Regions from separate parts of the Mus musculus genome. Here all the other regions are linked to region 1. Evidence: chromatin contacts called from public targeted proximity ligation data. All regions are on one chromosome and are shown on one strand. The core of a region is the stretch at or near the end of the contact, and the rest is flanking DNA. Distances in the headings are between cores, read along the strand shown. Region 1 holds the start of Myof (myoferlin). Region 2 overlaps Kif11 (kinesin family member 11). Region 3 holds the start of 1700122C19Rik (RIKEN cDNA 1700122C19 gene).

Evidence for each region.
Region 2: a targeted proximity ligation map of pancreatic cancer cells shows a contact between it and region 1. A contact is called at or near these places in 5 of 39 promoter capture datasets (cranial neural crest, hippocampal neurons, liver and 1 more), 1 of 484 Hi-C or Micro-C datasets (reprogramming fibroblasts) and 1 of 130 datasets of targeted methods (pancreatic cancer cells).
Region 3: a targeted proximity ligation map of pancreatic cancer cells shows a contact between it and region 1. A contact is called at or near these places in 1 of 39 promoter capture datasets (pre-B cells) and 1 of 130 datasets of targeted methods (pancreatic cancer cells).

What each region holds. Positions count from the first base shown.
Region 1 is chr19:38,041,858-38,045,616 of GRCm38.p6, reverse strand. Myof (myoferlin) reads left to right here and starts at 2,040. Exons shown (of 54, transcript NM_001302140.1): 1 at 2,040-2,381. The coding sequence starts at 2,294.
Region 2 is chr19:37,389,917-37,393,675 of GRCm38.p6, reverse strand. It overlaps Kif11 (kinesin family member 11), which reads right to left. Exons shown (of 22, transcript NM_010615.2): 7 at 3,274-3,364; 8 at 2,785-3,027. Among named protein-coding and RNA genes, the nearest start is that of Kif11, 15 kb to the right of the region's middle.
Region 3 is chr19:37,463,460-37,467,218 of GRCm38.p6, reverse strand. 1700122C19Rik (RIKEN cDNA 1700122C19 gene) reads right to left here and starts at 1,965. Exons shown (of 2, transcript NR_131009.1): 1 at 1,896-1,965.

The DNA.
Region 1 (3,759 bases), core at 791-3,290:
TAGTGTATCCAGCTCATGTCCAAGGGTCACTTAACATGTGAAACTCAGTGCAGTGTCCCTGGAGACTGTCCACATCTGTAACCTCATATCCAGGTGTGTGTTCTGGAGTATTCCTTGAAGCAACATCTTGAAATTCAGTCCCTTGTGCATGACACAGCCATTCTACTCAGGAACTCTCAGTAAGTGCAGGTGAATGTACCGGGTCTGCATAAGAACAAAACTTTATCAGCCAGCCAGGATGGAGAATGACTCAGGAAGCCCTACTTGTCCTTGATCGACCTGTTGCTACTGATAGATTCAAGGAGAGGAGGAGTCATTGTCTTTAGTTGTGTACTTGCTGGGGACTGTACCAGGCTTTAGTGGGTAGTCCTAATTCTGTGGTTCCACACGGGGCTCTGGGTAAGCTAGATAAGTCATGTCTTAGTTAGGGTTTCACTGCTATGAACAGACACCGTGACCAATGCATGTCTTATAAAGGACAACATTCAATTGGGGCTGGTTTACATGTTCGGAGGTTCAGTCCGTTATCATCAAGGAGGGAGCATGGCAGCATCCAGACAGGCATGGTGCAGGCAGAGCTAAGAGTTCTATATCTTCATCTGAAGGCTGCTAGCAGAATACTGACTTCCAGGCAGTTAGGACAAGGGTCTAATAGCCCACACCCACAGTGACACACCTACTCCAACAGGGCCACACCTCCTAATAGTGCCACTCCCTGGGCTGAGCATATACAAACCATCACAGGTCACAAACTAAAATGTAGGGAAGGAGGAGAGGAAGAACGGATCAGGGTTTGAAAAGGGGGATAAGAACGGCAAGGGAGAGGGGAATCCAGATGCATTGTTTACATGTATGGACTTGTCAAAGAACTGACTTAGTAAAGGAAAATCAGGGCAATTTTCATGATGGACAAAAATGTCTGTCACAAGTGTAGTATACCCTGGGGCTTGTAAAGTGTGACATTCTCTATCTTGATGTGGAGGGCTGTCAAGTGGTCACATTTATGATCTATCAATTTTTTTTTAGAGAAACAATGTGTTTCACAGTAAAAGGAGGAAAACCAGTCAAATTTACCAAAAACAATGCTTTTTGAATTCCACCTTGACTCTCTGTGCACACTAAACACAATTCTGTATATAACTCCTTACTTTGTATAAGGATTTGAGAAACTCACTGAGATTGAGTTTAGTCTGACTTTCCTGAGACATTTGAACTCTGCTTCCAGTTGGTTGTATGTCAGAAGCAAAAAAGAGATTCTATGTTTCTGTAGCCAGATTTGACCATTATGAAACGCAATAATCTGAATTACTGACTTGCATTAACAGACTATAAAAATCACAAAATTATAGCAGATGTGTGTGATTTTCTTCATGCTACCTGTCAGGCTCCATAGGACTTGCATCTTACAACACATTTTATAGATATTTTTACAAATAAAGACATGGAAGGAGAGGGTGGCTAAGAAATTTGCTCAGGTGATGTATGTAGTTCAAAGTGGTAAAGGACTTCTCATGTGCTCTAACCATCAGGCTGCATGGCCTTACTTCATTCTCTTTAAGCGGACAATGCATATTCGAGAATAGTGGACAGCCCCTATCCGTGGCCCAGGATCCTTCTTCCGAAGGATTCCTATGGCAAATCCATTGGGAAAGCAAAGAACCAAGGCTAGTGACTCTAACCAGTACCTGGACGTTAACTATTCCTGTAATATACAGTAGGGGACGCCTCTTGGCAGCTTTTTAAAAAGTCTTTGGTGTTGCTGAGGGGGCGTGTCCAACAGCAGGAGAAGAAAAGGCAAAAGTAAAATTAAAAACCCGACTAAATAGTTTAAAAACTCCTCGAGACTCGGTAAAACAGTGCAAGAGGTGGTAGAAAACCAACAGAGTTCGGTTTCACGAGTTACTGCTAAAAGGCAACAACATCTCTGTGGTTTTCCTGAACTGCCTGCAGTTCGTCCCAAATCCACCGCCGTTTCATTGGCTGCGCAAAACTTCTTTTCGTCGAGGTGTCCTTTTTCAGGTCCACACTTTTCTGAATTCATAAGCCGCGCCTGTGGGCCTGCGTGGACTCCGGGAGGGAGTGTGGATATCAGTTTACACTTGGCTTTCAGTAAATAATCCTCCAGAGGCCCACCCCCCTGCCCTGCACCACCCCCCCACCGCGGTGGGAGAAGCCCTCCCCCTGCCCGAGGAAGCCCTCCCCCAGCTGGGAGACATCCTCCTCCCAGGGCGGAGGGCCCAGCGCCAGCACCGCGTCTTCTCTGCTTGGCTGCGACTTGCTTTCTCCACGAGCCATGCTTCGAGTGATTGTGGAATCTGCCACTAACATCCCTAAAACAAAATTTGGGAAGCCGGATCCTATCGTTTCTGTCATTTTTAAGGGTAAGACGACGACGTTTTCTTCTCTTTCTGAAACCCTTTAATGGAAGGCTAGACTTTTGAATCTCCTTCAAGTCAGCTCTTGGCATCTGGTGAAGCCAAGCCAACTCTGTTCCTCTGGCGGTCCCAGGTTTACCTGGGCAGGTCACTGTCGTTCACTACTGAGGGAATCTAACTTTTCCTAGGGCTTGGAGAATCACCGAATGGCCTGACATTTCTGTAAACTCTCGGGAACCTCTATTTGCTACTCTTCTGGATTTCAAGTATGAAGGTCTTTGTCGGTTCAAAGTTAGTGCGCATAGATGTGGGTGCGTTTTGAAACTTTCTCTCCCTGTGAGAAATGAGTAGCGGAGGGAACAATTCATTAATTGCTGGAGGCACCATTACACTATTAACCAGTTCCATACTGCTTTTACCATCATTTGGGCTTTGCGTAGGGCATGAAGGAACTCTCTCTAGTGTTCTGAATCTCCAGGAGTTGGGCTGTTTGGATATGTTCGGTAACTTTGGGATTGCCCACCCTAAAGGAGCTCTGAAGCACATCTGCAGCTTGGGAGTCTGGCTCTACAGCACTGGATAACCTTGGGCAAATGACATCATCATTCCTCTGTGTCTCAGCGTTCCTCTGCAAAACAAGGGGGAAGGTTTAGACTGGCTGGACTTTAATAGACCCCTTGGAATTCCAAACAGATATCTGTGACACTAGCTGTGATTGCGGTGGAAGGGAGCCGGGGAGGGGAACGGGCAGCTGTTATCATAGGATGCCCCCCTCCACCCTAGTGGGGCAGGTGGCCATGGCTTGGGTTTGGCTGCGGTCTTGGCAAGTTGCAGGCTCCCTTGGTGGGGGCACCCTGCTGAACTGGAACTTTTGACAGGCAGGCATTTCCTTACTACAGCTTGGCACATTTCCTGCCAACCCCAGGAATCTGACTCCTCCTCCCTTGCAAATACTGTGTAATTCACCCCTTTCTCCACTCTCCTGTCCATTTCTGAAAATCTTTATTTCTGTTCTCAAATCTTTTCTTCCAAGGGTGAGCAAGAAAAGGAAAAATGGGAAACGCAAAGCTGCTAAAGGGCTGTTCAGTTAGAAAGAGAAAAAGGGAGGAGAGAAGGGAGGGAGGGAGGGAGGAGTCGGGAGAGGGAAGATGAAAAGAAGAGACCTAGAAAACAAAATTCAAATTCTTACTGGACAGTGTGGTTTATAGTTCTGACTCTAGATTATGGAGACACATATTAGATTTATTTGCATGTGGTAATTTTAAAAATCTAACTTAAAGCAGTCTTACAATACTGACACAACATGAAGAATTTGCACCTTTCATTGTTGGCATGTGAAAAAGGGTGCTAAGACTGAGAAGTCACAATTTAGGGCAAATTGTAC
Region 2 (3,759 bases), core at 741-3,240, 650 kb after region 1:
AAAGGAAAGGTTAATAATTACTGAAGGTATAAGGATGAAAATAAAGATACTCTTATTTAAAATGTACTACATAACTTACAATCATAATTTCTATCTGTGTTTAGTGTATGGTCTATTTATACACTGTTTTATCTTTGTGTGTGCTGTATGTGTGCATGAGTGTGAAAGCCATCAGGACAAGGTTGAACATCTTTATCACTCTCCATCTTATGCTTTGAGGTGGAGCCTTTCAATGAACCTGAAACGTGTCAACCTAGCTAGCCTGGCTGGCCAGTGAGCTCCAAAGCTGTGAATGTCTCCTCCCAAAGCCAGAACTGCATCACCAAACTTAGCTCTGATGTGAAAACTGGGAATCTGAACTTGGAACTTGGGTCTCCTCATGACAAGCACTTTACCAACAGAGCCATCAGTTCAAGCCTCCTACACAGGTCTTAAACTCAATGAATTCCACCAACTGGTAAGTAAACAAAATGTCCTTTTATGTAACAATTTTCTCAAAGATAAAATCTTTCATCTTGGAAGGAAATTCATTAAGGATGATGTTCTAAGGGTAGTCTTACTACATTCCATATTGCAGGGCAGCTCAGAAATACAATGCAAGTTCCTGAAACAGATATACCAGGCTCCTCCCTCTCTAAGTACACTGTACGTAGTAAGGACTACTGAGAGATACCCTCAGACCAGAAAGTTCCTGAACTAGACACAGTGGGCCCCTCCCAGCGAGACACTCTCAGACCAGCAGAGCTACTACCAACAAACCGCGCTGCCTAGAAGAGGCAGACAGCAGGCCTCCCCCACCCCTTTGTCAGCCTGTTGAGCTGAAGGCAAGTTACACAGTCATGAGCAAATGCACACTGAGGATGGGGAGGCTCTGGTGATTCAGATGTCCTTGTACAAGTGATCTCTCACTCATATTACGGTAAGTAACCCCAATAAAACCCACTAGCTCACCGAGTTGAGCTCTGGTGATGTCTTTACTTTGGTCTGCATGTGTTCTCTGAGGTGAGTAGACATTTGTTCATGAGATCCCAGAAACCGTGTTACACAATACCTATATCCACATAATTAATTATGCACCCATTAAAAAAGAATTAAGAGGGGACTAAAGAGATGGCTCAGTGGCTAAGAGAACTGGTTACTCTTCCAGAGGTCCTGAGTTCAATTCCCAGACACCACATGGTGGCTCACAACCTGTAATGAGATCTGATGCTCTCTTCTGCTGTGTCTGAAGACATCGACAGTGTACTCATACATAAACTAAATAAATCTTTAAAAAAAAAAAGAAGTGTTGATATATAAAAAAATTTTAACATTGCATAGTGTAATGAAAATAACATGCCAAGTACTAGAATTCAGTGCCCCAAAAGGACTTAACTTGGTCTGAGTCCTTAATGAACCCTACATACTACCCATCACTACTGACATTCAGCAATATTTTTATTGACGTGCATGAGTATTTTGCCTGAGTGTAAGTCTGTGCACTGTGTGCAGGCCTAGTGCCTAAGGCAGTCAGAAAAGGGCAAGAGATCCCTAAGCATGGAGTTACAAACAGTTGTGAGTCATCATGTGGGTGCTGGAAATCAAACACTGGTCATGTGGTAAAACAGTCAAATCTCTTAACCACTGAGTCATTCCTTCAGGCCCAGCGATCTTGGTTCGATTGTTTAAATAATGTATGAAGGGCTAGCAAGATGACTCACTGAGCAAAGACACTTGCCACCAAGCCAAATGACCTGAGCTTGATTCCTGCTGGAGTCCACAAGGGGAGAATTGACAGTCACAAGTTATTTTCTGACTCCTATTTGTAGACCCCCTACCCCCAAAACATACATACATACATACATACATACATACATACATACATACATACAAAATAAGTAAACAAATGAGTGTATGTATGTATGTGTGTGTATATATACATATATGTACTAACTAGTTTTGTGTCAACTTGACACAGTTATCACAGTTGAGTTGAGAAAATGCCTCCATGAGATCCAGCTGTAAGGCATTTTCTCAATTAGTGATGGGGGGTTGGGGGGTCCATCTTGTGGGTGGGGCCATCTCTGGGCTGGTAGTCTTGGTTCTATAAAAGAGCAGGCTGAGCAAGCCAGAGGAAGCAAGCCAGCAAAGAAAAACCCTTCCGTGGCCTCTGTATCAGCTCCTGCTTTTTGACTTGCTTGAGTTCCAGTCCTGACTTCCTTTAGTGATCAACAGCAATGTGGAAATGTAAGCTGAATAAATCCTTTCCTCCCCAACTTGCTTCTTGGTCATGATGTTTGTGCAGGAATAGAAACCCTGACTAAGACAATATCTCTCTCTTTTTTTTTTAAATTGTGAAACCAGGGCTGATAAGATGGCTCACTTGTTAAGAACACTGGCAGTGCTGGGCGGTGGTGGCGCATGCCTTTAATCCCAGCACTTGGAAGGCAGAGACAGGCGAATTTCTGTGTTCGAAGCCAGCCTGGTCTACAGAGTGAGTTCCAGGACAGCCAGAGGAACACAGAGAAACCCTGTCTCGAAAAATTTAAAAAAGAAAGAGGAGGAAGAAGAGGAGGAGGAGAAGGAGGAGAAGGAGAAAGAAAAAATTAGGAAGAAGAAAGAAGAAGCAAAAGAAAAAAAGAAAAGAAAGAAAAAACTACTTTGGAAGTCATAACTGGCTTTTTATTGTACCAGATTGTTCAATTTTTATAGTAGAGAAGGAAGCCAGTAAATGAACTTTAAAAATATGACAGCTAAGAAAGGCTTATAGTTCCCACGGTTGCTGCATTTTCTCAAAGGGCTTACCTCAAGATTGAAAGATGCAGGGGAAATGGTTGCAATTATAGATGTTCTTGTACGTCCCCCAAGAGAATCTTGCAGGATTCTAGTTAGTTTAGATTCTCGATAAGGAATATGAGGTGTTCTTTCCACAAGAGCAGTAATAACTCTTCCCAGAGTCAAGAGGGATTGGTTGATATTTCCAGCTTCCCGGGCCCTCTTGTCAACAGCTCCAGAACGCCCAATATTTTCACTTCCTGCAAGATCAACCTTTAATTTAAAAAAAGAAAAAGGTCAATCTATTGTATTTAGATTCAAAGATTTGTATTCTTTTATATATTTTACTCTATACCATGTTCTAAATCATAGTAAAATAAATTTTCACAACAAATTCCTTCTCCCACTTCAAAGCTAGTTGATGAAGTTAACTATGAAAATACTGTACATAAGTGAGAATTTCAGCTTTTCCAGGAAGAAATCAAGACTAGCACAGTGGCATCAAGGCAGGATACTTACCAAATTCAACTTTCCAATTTTAACAAGCTCTTCTCCATCAATTGTTGTTTCTTTCATGTGTATCGTAACAGAAAAAACTGAGTGTGAACGACTAGAAAAAAAGATCAAGTTGTCGACTCATTACAATGAAAATGTTATCTGTTCCCTATCAAATACTAAAAGCAGGAAAGGAAGCTCTGAATGTACCAGGGAGGACCAAGACATCATTAATCAGAAAATTGAACTTGGAAAGACAAAATTCTACCTGCTACCTACAATACTGACCCTATCAAAGAAGCTATCAAAACTACCCTAGAACTTTTGCAATTCCTGGGTTCCATACCCAGCAACACATACACACATTCAAAGAATTTGGGGGAAAATCTGAAATAAAAAAAAAAAGAGCGTTTCAGAGCAGATGGCTGCCAACCAGAACATCAGTGTGTTTATTAATATCATTAGGATTGGCGACTATGGTCATTTTGTATTGTCTCCTTTGTACTTTTA
Region 3 (3,759 bases), core at 716-3,215, 580 kb after region 1:
ACCTGCTCGATGGCTTTCCTCCTTCCTCTTTCTCATCTTATTCAACACAATTATTGGATGGCAACTTATGTGAAGATTGTCTCTGTGGTCTGCAAGAATAAGGCTCACAATAACTCAACAGACTCGCTGGTGGTGGGACTGTGGGTTATATTTTGGTTCTTCCCCATTTCTCTCTATTTCTGACACAGGCTTACTTTTGCACTGGTGAAGGATGCCATGGTCCTTTTCAAGTTTGTGTGGGTCTTTTGTTTTGTTTTGTTTTGTTTTGTTTTGTGGTGTGTGTGTGTGTGTGCCACCAAAAAATATCCTAGAAACTATGGTTTTCTGGTTTTTCTATTGAAAATACAAAATGAGCCTCAAAAAGAATTTAGAAAAGCTAAGGTGTAGGTGCTATTAAAGTTTTGGATTCTTCCCCCACACACGCACACACTTCCCCCCCCCACACACACACACCCCATGTTCCTAAATGATTCAAAAGTTCAACTTCCTCTCAATTCTGCGGCCCTCCATTCTCCACCCCCACCTTCTGCCCCCAACACCTGCTAGCTGGGTCACTCTCTTGAACCATATTCTTCACTTCAGCTGCCCTCAGTAGATTAACTTTCTAAACTGGAAAGCAATACTCCACCCCGCTAAGCAGAGGCAGTTTCACTAAGACAGATGGAAACAGAAATGGGACCACATTCACTTGGTTATTTGCATAGGGCCAGCCACTGCAAGCTGGAGCCTCAGGACTCAGCCAATGCCTTCTTAGAACTCCTGAAAAGCCACCCCTCCTCTTGTGCTCAGGTCTCATTTGGTGACCCTTTATCCCTTAAGGACTACATCTAAATGATGGGGGCAGGGAGGGAGGTGTCGAAGTACAGCCGAGAGTCATGCTGCCTTGGTTCAACTCTTCATGCTGCCCCTTCAGCTCTGGAGACTTGAATAAATCACTTCATTAAACCTCTGTGCCCTCAACTACAAAGCACTGACAGAGCAGTGACAGAGTGCACTGGATCGAATTGTGCCTGTGGCACCGATAGAGAGTGTACCATGCGCCCGAGCTGTTGTTAGCATTAGTGACTCTGCCATTCCTTCCGAAGGCCTCTCAGAACTCATAAGTTTCTCAAACTTAGATTTTTGTTTCAAATGAAAAAATACTTAATCTGTGGGTGTAATGGCATATGTTTTTAGTTCCAATACTCAGAAGTTTGAGTCATGAGCATAACTTGAGCCTGGGAGTTCAAGGCTACCCTAGGCAGAACAGTAAGACCCCAGATAAGAAATAAAGCATTCATGTTCTTTTGAAATGATTAGAAAAATTTTGTCTGGACTTCATTCAAGGTGTCACAGATGACATCAGGGAAAAAGAACTCTGAATTGATTGTTAAGCTATCCTTGAATGGTTGCTCAGAGCTGCATTCCGTGCATAGAATAAGAAAGAGGAGAAGGAAGAGAAAAAAGAGAAGCTAAGGATGGGACAGTGCAAACGAAAGATCTTACTGCAGAAGGTCAGATGGCAGAGCCATCCATGAGGAAGAGCCCCTGAAGGCGGTCAGAGTTCAGTCATCTTAAATGACACCATGGACAAAGCTGGAGAGAAAGCCACGCTTGAGATTCATAATTGTACATCTAGAAAACGGTTCTCAACTAGAGACTTTGTTCCCAGGGAATGTGTTACAGCGTGCAAAGATCTTTATCATGCTTGGAGGCGTGGAAAGGGAGCTTCTGGTATCACTAGGCAGAGACTCAACACCTTACCTGCACAGGACAGCCCCCTACAACAGAGCTGTCCAGTCCCAGATCTCACCGGGGTGGGAAGTCCCAAAATGGTGACTGTCCGCTGAAGGGCTTTTCAGTGTTTTTACATACTCTGTCCCTTACAATAACTAGTGTTCTCAGACTCCATTCACCTTGGCAATTCCTCTTCCTGCCATCGCCTTCAGGGCTCCTGCTCACTCGCCTAATGTCCTCATGTTTCTCAAAGGGGGGGAAGGAAGCAACCACCAAAGCTGGTCGTTGTGTGACGTCACAATAAAAATCCCAGAAGCCTCCTCATCAATGCCGCTTTAGATAAGTCAACACTTTCCACTCAAATGGGCAACCATCCGGGAAGATTCAATGAAAAGAGTTTCAGCAGCACCCCCCCCCCCAATACACACACGCACACGCGCACGCGCGCACACAGCAGCGGCAGCAACACTAAAACAACAACAAGATGTAGTTTATCAAGATATTAATCAGAAAGGGTTTTCTTGGCTCTTAGTGAGAGTAGCTCGCCAATCAAACAGCAGAGGACAGTGACTGCTGCCTGTTGACCCTGCTAACTCAGTACTATGCTGTGGTAAACTGATAAATTTGTTTAAAAGAGAGTATGCCTCCTTTTACTATATGACTCTCTTGGATGTCTTTTTCTAAGGGGAGGAGCCCAGCTTCCAAGAATCTTGAGTTCAAGCAAGGGAGGAACTGAATCTTCCATGTGAGCCCCGTATAGCCCCAGACGCGGGCCCTTGGGACGTAAAGCATATCCCTTCTTAGAAGCTGCCTCTCTGCTCACGTCAGATAGGAGAGGAAATGGAAAGGTCTTTCCATGAAGCCAAGAGCACAGGGGTGTGGGAGGGGAGTAGGCTGGTAGGAGTACTGGCATGTTTCTCCAAATACAGCCCCTCTCAGAACTACTTGACTTTGGTAGCTAATGCAGGGCTGAGATGACTCGAGCAAGCACCAATGACATTCCAGAAAATCAACCACCAAAATCAGGAGTTTCAGAAAAGCGATAGCTCGGCGGCATCTTTAAGAGTCATTGATGTGTAGCAAGGCTGAAAGGGGTGGATTAAGAACAGAACATACGCTGGGCAGAGTGGTGCAGGCCTTTAATCCCTGCAAGCAGACCTTTGCGTGTTTCAGGCCAGTCTGGTCCACATAATGAGTTCCAGGCCCCACCTCTTGGGCTCTGGTCCCCTTGTACTAAGTCAATGGAAAAATATCTAAGATTGGTGGGCATAAATTTTTACTTCAACTTTGAAATGTTGATATTAGCCAGGTGAGGTAGTAGTATACGCCTTTAATTTCCACACTCAGAGGCAAAGGCAGTCAGATCTCTGAGTTCAAGGCCAGCCTGGTCTACAGAACAAGTTCCAGGACAGCCATAACTGCACTTGTCTAAAAATAAAATAAAATAAAATAAAATAAAATAAAATAAAATAAAATAAAATAAAATGATAAAAAGGTTTATTTTACCTAGAGAAACCCTGTCTCAGAAAAAAAATAAAATAAAATGATGATATTGTGGTGGCTCACACCTGTAATTCCAGATTAAAAGCAGGAAAATCAAGAATCCTAGGTCCTCTCTAGCTACATATGGAGTTCAAGGTCTACCAACATTAGAGTAAGAGGACACTTTATGAAGTTGCATGCCCTCCTCCCACAGGGGCCTTGCTCATCCTCTCTGTTACTGCGTCTTTTTCCATATGTGCTGCTGAATCCAGCACTCTGTTACTTTATAACAAAGAGCAAACATTCTTCTCTCCCAGTGGTTCTCCCATGAGACCCACCCAGACTGATCTCAAACTCCTAGAAACAAAATAAGTGATTCTCCCACCTCCATCTCCCTAGCAGGACCCAGGCACGTGCTAAGGCTCCCAGAAGACATAGATTTCCCCCAGTGGATCCAGCTAGAGTGTAGGAATGCTGTTTTCATTGCACTCTGTTTCTTTTTATGATTACTTTCTGTTTACAATGAGTCATGCTGGTGTCTCACTTACAGTAATTGGGCCA